Linked DNA regions of Mus musculus: all the other regions are linked to region 1. The links are chromatin contacts, called in public Hi-C and promoter capture Hi-C maps. All regions are on one chromosome and are shown on one strand. The core of a region is the stretch at or near the end of the contact, and the rest is flanking DNA. Distances in the headings are between cores, read along the strand shown. Region 1 holds the start of Ikzf5 (IKAROS family zinc finger 5). Region 2 holds the start of Btbd16 (BTB (POZ) domain containing 16). Region 3 holds the start of Nsmce4a (NSE4 homolog A, SMC5-SMC6 complex component).

Region 1 (2,700 bases), core at 102-2,601:
CTCGCCAGAATAATGGGTGAGACTTGAGACTTAACATCTGCCCGAGGAAATTTTAAGATTACTATTTAGCTGGAGGGTTTCCAGCTAACTACAACCACAGCAAAGGCACCCAACTGTCCTTTCACTTCAAAGTTAGCTAAATGGGCTCGTCAATCGCCTAAGTAGAGAAACATCCTCCAGGAAAGCTGTCTCTTTCAGGCACCTGAAGAAATAGCACCAAGTCCAGCTAACGTAGGTTTGCTCATGGTTCAACCCATTGCCCCCTCTGACTGGTCAGAGTGTCTTCTGTTATTCTGACAGATGCTGTCATCTGCACTGTACTGTGTGTCCTAATTCCAAGCTCAGGAAATCCGAGAGAGCAAAGGGAGGCCAGAAACATCCTGGTGAGACAAGAGGCTGGCCTCAGACCAAGTTTGAGGAAGAGGACTAGAATGGGCTTTTGGGCTCCTCAGAATCTAAGGGAGCTGGTCAGATCCCCGCAGTGAGATAAAGCCTAAGAAATTCCTTCCCTGAATGGTTAAGACCCAGAAATATGAGAGGTCCCTTCCAGCTGGGCTGCTGAAGGGAAGAGAGTGTCAATAGGCTCGACAAGCAGGCCTAGATTTTAGTCATTAAAAATCATCATTATCGGTTGGGTGATGGTGGCGCACGCCTTTAATCCCAGCACTCGGGAGGCAGAGGCAGGCAGATTTCTGAGTTCGAGGCCAGCCTGCTCTACAGAGTGAGTTCCAGGACACCCAGGGCTATACAGAGAAACCCTGTCTCGAAAAAAAAAAAAAACAAAACAAAAACAAAAACAAAAAAAACCCCAAAAAACAAAACAAAAAAATCATCATCATCATCCGGGGAAATGTGGCATGAGCTGGGACGGATCCTGAAGGAAAACCAGACGGAGGTGAAGGGTCTGTGGAGACCCAGCCCCAGGCTCAGCCCCCTCCACCAGCCTCCCAGACCCCCAGCCCATTAGGAAAAGATGACGTCGCCAGGAATCAGTGTGGCCACAGGCCTCCTGAGACGGTCGCTTCGACCGACCCCACTCACCAGCCCGCCCATACGCCACAGCTGGAGCGCAGAGACCGCCATCCTCGCTTCGGGCAGGGTGGCCCTGTTAAGCTCGCAAGGCTTTCCACGAACCCTTGCGCAAGACTCCCTCGGCCTGGCAAGCTCGGGCCCTGCCCACTCCGAGCATCCGCCCCTCACACACCCCTTTGAGTCCCCGCCCACTGCCGCCTACGGAACCCCAGGAGAGACATAATTCTCTCCTTGCTCCCTGCAGCACGCTCACGCGAGACTTGGGCAAGGCGTGGGGCGGGCGGGAAGGGAGCGGAGACACAACAAATATGGCGGCTACAGCTGCGACGCTGACGAACGCTGAGGCGGTGGCGGTGGCGGCGACGGCAGTGAAAAGGGCTGTGGGGATTCCTCGGTGCGGTTGTCAGGAGGTGAGTCACGGGGGGCGGTCAGCTTCCACGGCGGCGCTACGGTTACTCAGGGCACGTTGACGGAATGGCGGAAGGTAAAGTGCCGGGTTCATTGCTAGCCGGCTAACACCGCTTTCGCCTTGGCCACAGCGGAGGGTCCTGCGTGCCCCGTGGGCTGCCAGCGTGGTGACTCGGGACTCTCTTGGGCTCGTAAGTGACTGGGTGCGCCGCCCGGAGGCTCGCGAGCGAGTCGGCGCCGTCGGGCCGCAGCTCGGAGCTCAGGGTGGGGAGCTGTCTCCGGCTTTGACAGGTGGCGATCGCAGGGAGCATCCCTGTGTAGTGCATTCTCGGGGTGCCAAAGTCGACCCCAGCAACCCCGGTGTATCCTGGATAGGGTGTTAACCCCGGGCTGCTGTTGGGAAGGAGTTTTCTTTCTCTCATGACCTGGCGTCTACTGCCTGTACTTTCCAATGTTGGGAACAGGTGAGGCTGGGGAGGATCTTCCGACTCATTCAAGATTTCTGTCCCCGATCGATTCATCATCGATCGACTGTCGGGAATGTTCTTGGATGCTCAATGTGGCTCCTCCTCAGCTAAGCGTCCAAGTGCTGTCTGTCTAACTGTAGATCCTAAGTATAGTCAGTGGTAGCTGCCAGTAACCACATGGCCTCTTTAATGACTCCTTTGTGTGCTGGTCAGAACCGGACAGAGGAGTGAGAACGGACATGAAGACTTCTGAAGTTGTGAGGTCCAGGGAAATTACACTTAGAAGACACAGCATGAAAACAGCTGCTTAAAACATCTGGACTACTTGTAAGACTTTGTCTTGAGTTTATGTTGTCTTCAGCACAGCTGAGGATGAACGTTTTCTTGGAAGTTCCTTGCGGGGGAACTGGGATGTTTGAAGTTCTTTTCCTGTAAGGGTCCCGTGTTTCCCAGGAAACCGTAACTGTTGTACTGTGGGACACTGAAGATGGGCTTCAGATATGCCGTGGTTGAGTCCTGGTGGTTGTTACATATATTTCCCTGGCGATAGAGCTAATGTACTTTTATGTGCAACTGGACTTATTCAGCAACATTAAGCCTGGCATCTCTTGAAATTAGCATATTATATATGAATGGCATTGAAGTTTTTTTGTTAAAAGTAAATGACCAGTGGCAACATGATAGTAACACAAATGGCTAGGATGTAATTGTGGGCCACCAAGCTTGCCCTTGCTTTTTTTTTTTTTTTTCAGTTAATGATAATGACACACAAATTATGTTATTAACTTGTTAC
Region 2 (2,700 bases), core at 175-2,674, 640 kb after region 1:
ACTACACAGCACACAAAACACATACACACCACTACACAGCACACATACACACACATACCACACACCACACTGCACATCTCACACACACACACACAGCACATAGCACACACACACCACACCACACAGCACATAGCACACACCACACACACACACACACACACACACACACACACACACACACACACTGCCCCCTCCACACACACATACTTTTGTTCATGGCTGGAATCATAGCTGCTTCTCTGACCTGTTTTTCACACAGAAGTCAGAGGGACCCTGCACCTCTCCAGCTAAAACCCTTGGCCAACTTTCCACATATGAGCTCTGCATCTTCATCGTGGCCCAGAAGCTTCTAAGGAGAGAGGAGTGGGTTCCAGGCAGACTTCATACAGAGCTGGTCAGCATATGAAGAAATGTTCCTGCCAGGGCCCTCCATAGAAAAAAAGGTCATTTCAGTTCAGAGGTGGCTGCCTAGCTCCTCTTTCTTTCTTTTCTTTCTTTCTTTCTTTCTTTCTTTCTTTCTTTCTTTCTTTCTTTCTTTCTTTCTTTCTTTCTTTCTTTCTTTCTTTCTTTCTTTCTTTCCTTCCTTCCTTCCTTTCTTTCCTTTCTTTCTTTCTTTCTTTCCTTTCTTTCTTTCTTTCCTTTCTTTCCTTTCTTTCTTTCTTTCTTTCCTTTCTTTCTTTCTTTCCTTTCTTCCTTTTTTTCTGAGACAGGGTTTCTCTATGTAGAGAAGAACTCACTTTGTAGACCAGGCTGGCCTCGAACTCAGAAATCCACCTGCCTCTGCCTCCCGAGTGCTGGGATTAAAGGCCTACGCCACCATGCCTGGCTCTAGCTCCTGTTTCTTTTACACAAGAGTCTTCCTGGCTGACCTTGAACCCCAGGAGTATCTTAGTAGCACTGAAATGTATTTTTATTTTTGTCTCACTGGGAGCTGTGCCCTCTGTGGGCTTTAGTTGTTGCTCCCTTGGTCCTCTGGTGAGGAAGCTGTCTGTGACCCTCCTTCAGCTCCCAGCCAGGAACCTCTGAAATGCCTCCTTGCCCTGGTGGAGCTATGTGCAAACAGCTCCCATCACTGGGTGACCCCTTGGTCTCGGCTGTGGATGAGGTACCAGTCCCACTTACAGTTCTGCAGTCCTGCTGCCCACGGGGACGGTCACAGAGGTTGAGAGTGAAGCAGAGGGGTGCTGGTTGCACTGGTCTCGGAACCAAGGGAGAGTTGGAGGCTGGGCACCTTCTGAGCCTGAATCTTGAACGCTCTCATGACACCTGGGGCTCACCCCTTCTCCTACGGCGATGCTTTGCTGGGGGAGCCTGCCTTTGGCTTCCTGGGGGTAGTTGTGGGTACCATGGCAACAGCAGTCAGATTCTAAGGACTTCCTGTTCCGGGTTCTGGTGTTATCTCAGCTTGAGGCTTCAGGCTTTCTGCTGAGGGGTGACAGGGCTATCAGAAAACAGTTTGTCACTAGCATAACCATGCCTGGCTGCCAAAATATTTTCGCAACAAAAGTAATTTGAATTCCATGTCCAAAATTAGCCTTAATTAATTCTACATTAATATTTTTTGTGTGTGTGTATCCCCTCCCCCATTCCTGTGCCTTATTGATAATGTGTCTTATTGATAACTGTGTCTCTTGATGTGGGAGAAAGTGGTGGGTAGTGTAGCCAGCCCTCTGACAGACATTAGGGTCTCAAAGTGCAAACCTGCAACTGGGCTATGTTCCTTTGCAGGGGAGCGAGCTACACACACACACTTGGAGAGCCTTTGCCGCACTTCCCATACCACCAGATACACACTGTCTGCTCTCCAACCTGGAGTCTGGTCTGTCGCTTCCCTCCTAGCCCAGTGCCACGATGATGGCGTGATAGTGTGTGTGGAAGGAGGTGCCTCAGCGAAAGCTCTGAAGTACAGGTCTGCCCTGTTACTTCTGCCCTTCCCTTTACCTCAGACTTCCCCTATGTAAACTTTCTCTCCAATAGAGGCTTAACACAGGATTTGAATTAAGGTGTTTGAAATACAAGAACCTGACCCTCCTGATATCATACCTGCCCTCTGGATACTATTTCTGGTACTACTGGGGCTACTGGCTAAAAGACAACCCCTGAGCGCCTCCTATTGGCCACACTGGGAAAGTGTCCCAGGGAGCCACAGTCCTTACCACCCCTGAGCCCAACATTTGACCTTGATTGTATTGATCCCTTTCTGAAGCCTTTGGTTTAGAAGCCTTCAGCTCCCCGCTAGATTGCGCCATGGATCGCTCCAGAGCTGAGCTGTAAGCCAAAGTCAAATGCACAGAAATGGAAACTTTCTTGAATCGCTGGAGTTAGCATGGACTTCATGTGGCCTTGGCCACAAGCAATGTCACAGGAAGTCTAGCTGCTTTCCCTGCAAGTTCTACCTGGTGGCATCCACTTGCTGGCGATGTTGTCCACCCACCCCTATGGGAGGGAAACAGAAGGGTGGGAGGCAGAGCCACCATGCCAGCCTTAGGCCAATGTTCAGGGGGCTGCTTTCTGCCCCACCTGGTGTGTTCTGGATCCTGAGGGACTGGCTTCTGACAGCACCTGCTTAGTCTCCCAGAGGGAGAAGGTGAGCAAGTTCCTACAGGGAACAGAGCAGCTCCTCTGATGGCGAGGCCGTGTGTGCATGCTCAGGCAAAGATACATTTCCAGAAATGTGCTGTGAGGCCACAGTGAGTACTG
Region 3 (2,934 bases), core at 394-2,893, 860 kb after region 1:
GTATGCCTGGTGATGCTACATGCATCACGTATGTGCAGGAGTCCAAAGAGGGTGTCGAATCTTCTAGAACTGTTGTTCTAGACAGCTGGGAGCCACTATGTGGATACGGAGGACTGATGCCAGGTCCTCTGTAAGAGCAGTAAGTGCTCTTAACTGCTGAACCATTTCTTCTCAGTAGTCTACATTAATACAGAGAATAGTATTTCATCAATCACATTCACCCCTTCTTCCCCACACACTCTTCTGTGATGTCAATGCAAATTAGTGTTTTAAATTAACCCAGCAACATAAAATATGAAGAGATGCACTTATATACGTGTAAGGGTGTCTATGCATAGCTTCCTAGTTCTTTTTTCTTTGGAGGCTCTAGAAGCAATGATATCTCAGTAGCAGTGAGCTCACTAGGCTTTGGATCTTGGTCTCAAAATCCTCTCAGCCTTTGTGAGGTAGTTAGATTCACGAGGATCAGGAACTCAATATTAGCTTCAGCTACAGGGTCAGTTTGAGGCCAGCCTGGGTTACATGAAATCCTATGTGAGAGGGAGGGATGGAAGAAGGAGAAGTGTGTGTGTCAGAGGGTAGATTACCTCAGGATTCCTAAGGTGGCATAAAAACTGGTACATGGGCGGGCGGTGGTGGCACATGCCTTTAATCCCAGCACTTGGGAGGCAGAGGCAGGCAGATTTCTGAGTTTGAGGACAGCCTGGTCTACAAAGTGAGTTCCAGGACAGCCAGGGCTACACAGAGAAACCTTGTCTCAAAAAACAAACAAACAAAAAACAACAACCAAACTTGTACACGGCAGTGTGGATCCATAATCCTAGTGCGTTGGAAGTGAAGACAGGAAAATGCCTAGATCTTGCTGGCTATTTAAGTCCTGTCAAAAAGACGAGTTCCAGGTTCAGCTAGAGATGCCTTATGGTAAAGAACGTGGAGAGTGGGCTGGAGAGATGGTTTAGAGGTTAAGAGCACTAGTTCTCATAGGAGTAGGGTTCCATCGCCGTTATCCACAGGGCAGCTCACAAACCCTTCTTAACTCCGGTTCCAGAGGAGGTGTGCACGTCCTATTTTGACATCTGAGGGCACTGCATACATTTCGTCCACAGTGTGCACGCAAATAAAGGATGTATATACACACACAACAAATCTAAAAAATGTGGAACTGAAAGAGGAAGACCCCTGAAGCCAACCTGCCGTTTGTACCCGCAGATGCACACTTGTGCATGCGTATCTATGTACAGTGCACACACACACAATTACATGGAATGATATGTATACATGTATCTTTGAAACCACATTGCATATAATTATCTTCCTCAGACCTGTTATAGGGTATCTGTTGTTAGAGAATCAGCTGTGAACCTGCCGTGTGGTGGTGCAGATATTTAGAAGGAGGCTTAACAGTTTACTATGGTACAGTCAAGGAACCCTGTTTTGTTTGTTGTATCCTCCCCAAGGCCAGAGGAGCCAAAGAGACAATGGGAAGATGCATGACTAAGTGGGGTGGGCATTAGGATCAGAGATCTAAAGTCCTAAGACTCTTGCTTGCAGGGTGGAGTAACTAAGAACCAATGCGAGGCACAGACACAGCCAACGCCGCCGCGACCTCCGGGCCACAGGTGTCGCTGTGTGCTCACGCGCCAGCCGGGGAGCTGCGTTGCTCCTGGAGCCGGCGCTCGAGCCCAGCCGGGGGTTTCAGTTTCTGGCGCGAACTTCCGCCGCTCCGAAGTTGCAAGGCGAATTGGCGCGATGTCTGGCGACAGCAGCGGCCGCCGGTCTGAGGGCCGGGGCCGGGGCCGCGACCCGCACCGGGATCGCACCCGCTCCCGGTCCCGCTCGCGGTCCCCGCTGGCCCGCCGCGGCGCCGCGCCGGAGCGCAGGGAGGCAGCGGAGCGTCCGAGCTTGGAGGACTCCGATCTGTCTGATTCTGGGGACGAGCTGATGGACCCGGCCTGCTTGGAGGCCGAGTACGACCAGGGCCTGTGCCGCCAGATCCGCCATCAGTACCGCGCTCTCATCAACTCTGTCCAACGTAAGGTGGCGCTTTGTGGCTGCGCGGGCCGGTGGCGTTCCATGGCTGGGGAGGGCGGTGGAGGTGCAGGCGCTGGCCGGTCTGCGCAGGCTCGCGGCAGCGCGCTTTCGCTTGTTTACGAAGTGCAGCCTACGCGACCTTGGCGGCGGCCGCGCAGGTGCTGTGTGGCCGGCTGGAAAAGCGGGAGACCAGACCTGGTGGTGACTTGAGCTCAGCTAGCCAGTAGGGAAGACAAGCACACACCACCAGATTTTTGTTCAATCTAGCTTGCTCCTCGTGGGCGCCTGAGCTATGGAGTCCCTTGGGATTGCTAAAATGCACATTTCCCTGCCCAGCTCGGATACACTGAATCAGAAATGCTGTACAGGCCCAAGCGTTTGTTGTGTGGCTCTCCAGATGAGCCTGTTGCTTGAGAAGTTGACAATCCTTTCTTAATCGAGCCCTTGTATTGGGAAGCCGAAGAGTCATCCCTTTGCACATTTGGGGAGCAAGTGTTTCCTGTCAAGAGTTCAAGTTTTGAGGGCTGGGGAGATGGGCAGATGCTTCTCTTGCGACCTTAATTAGATTCCCCAGAACCCTCTAAAGTGTCTCCTAAAAGTAGTTCTGTAAACTTGTATCCTCAGCCGAGGGGAAGCAGAGACCCTGGGTCTCTTTGGCCAGCTCACCTAGCCTTCTTGGCTAGTTCTATAGATAGATAGATAGATAGATAGTTCTATAGATAGATAGATAGATAGATAGATAGATAGATAGATAGATACCCTGTCTCAAAAGGCAAAGGTGATGGTGCGCTGAGGGAAGGACATCAAAGGTTGACCCCAGGCCTTCTGCACACACAGACGTTCAATTTGCTTGGAACAGTAGTAACATTGTCTCTTTCTGTAAAAGATAAAGCCTTTTTCTGT

What was found. Promoter capture Hi-C pulls out the DNA fragments that hold promoters and counts their contacts. A called contact is a pair of places that touch in the nucleus more often than the background predicts.
Region 2: a contact with region 1 is called in a promoter capture Hi-C map of stem cell-derived epiblast-like cells, with 2.8 times the contacts expected there. The contact joins the promoter of Btbd16 here to the promoter of Ikzf5 in region 1. A contact is called at or near these places in 2 of 39 promoter capture datasets (hippocampal neurons and stem cell-derived epiblast-like cells) and 1 of 9 other capture datasets (embryonic stem cells).
Region 3: a contact with region 1 is called in a Hi-C map of regulatory T cells, with 9 times the contacts expected there. The contact joins the promoter of Nsmce4a here to the promoter of Ikzf5 in region 1. A contact is called at or near these places in 1 of 39 promoter capture datasets (pre-B cells), 1 of 484 Hi-C or Micro-C datasets (regulatory T cells) and 2 of 115 datasets of contacts at active chromatin or transcription factors (bone marrow-derived macrophages and large pre-B cells).

What each region holds. Positions count from the first base shown.
Region 1 is chr7:131,409,129-131,411,828 of GRCm38.p6, reverse strand. Ikzf5 (IKAROS family zinc finger 5) reads left to right here and starts at 1,351. Exons shown (of 4, transcript NM_175115.4): 1 at 1,351-1,442. It overlaps Acadsb (acyl-Coenzyme A dehydrogenase, short/branched chain), which reads right to left and starts at 1,228. Exons shown (of 11, transcript NM_025826.4): 1 at 1,042-1,228. The coding sequence starts at 1,083.
Region 2 is chr7:130,772,793-130,775,492 of GRCm38.p6, reverse strand. Btbd16 (BTB (POZ) domain containing 16) reads right to left here and starts at 1,424. Exons shown (of 16, transcript NM_001081038.2): 1 at 1,123-1,424.
Region 3 is chr7:130,546,090-130,549,023 of GRCm38.p6, reverse strand. It overlaps Nsmce4a (NSE4 homolog A, SMC5-SMC6 complex component), which reads left to right and starts at 1,643. Exons shown (of 11, transcript NM_001162855.1): 1 at 1,643-2,032. The coding sequence starts at 1,750.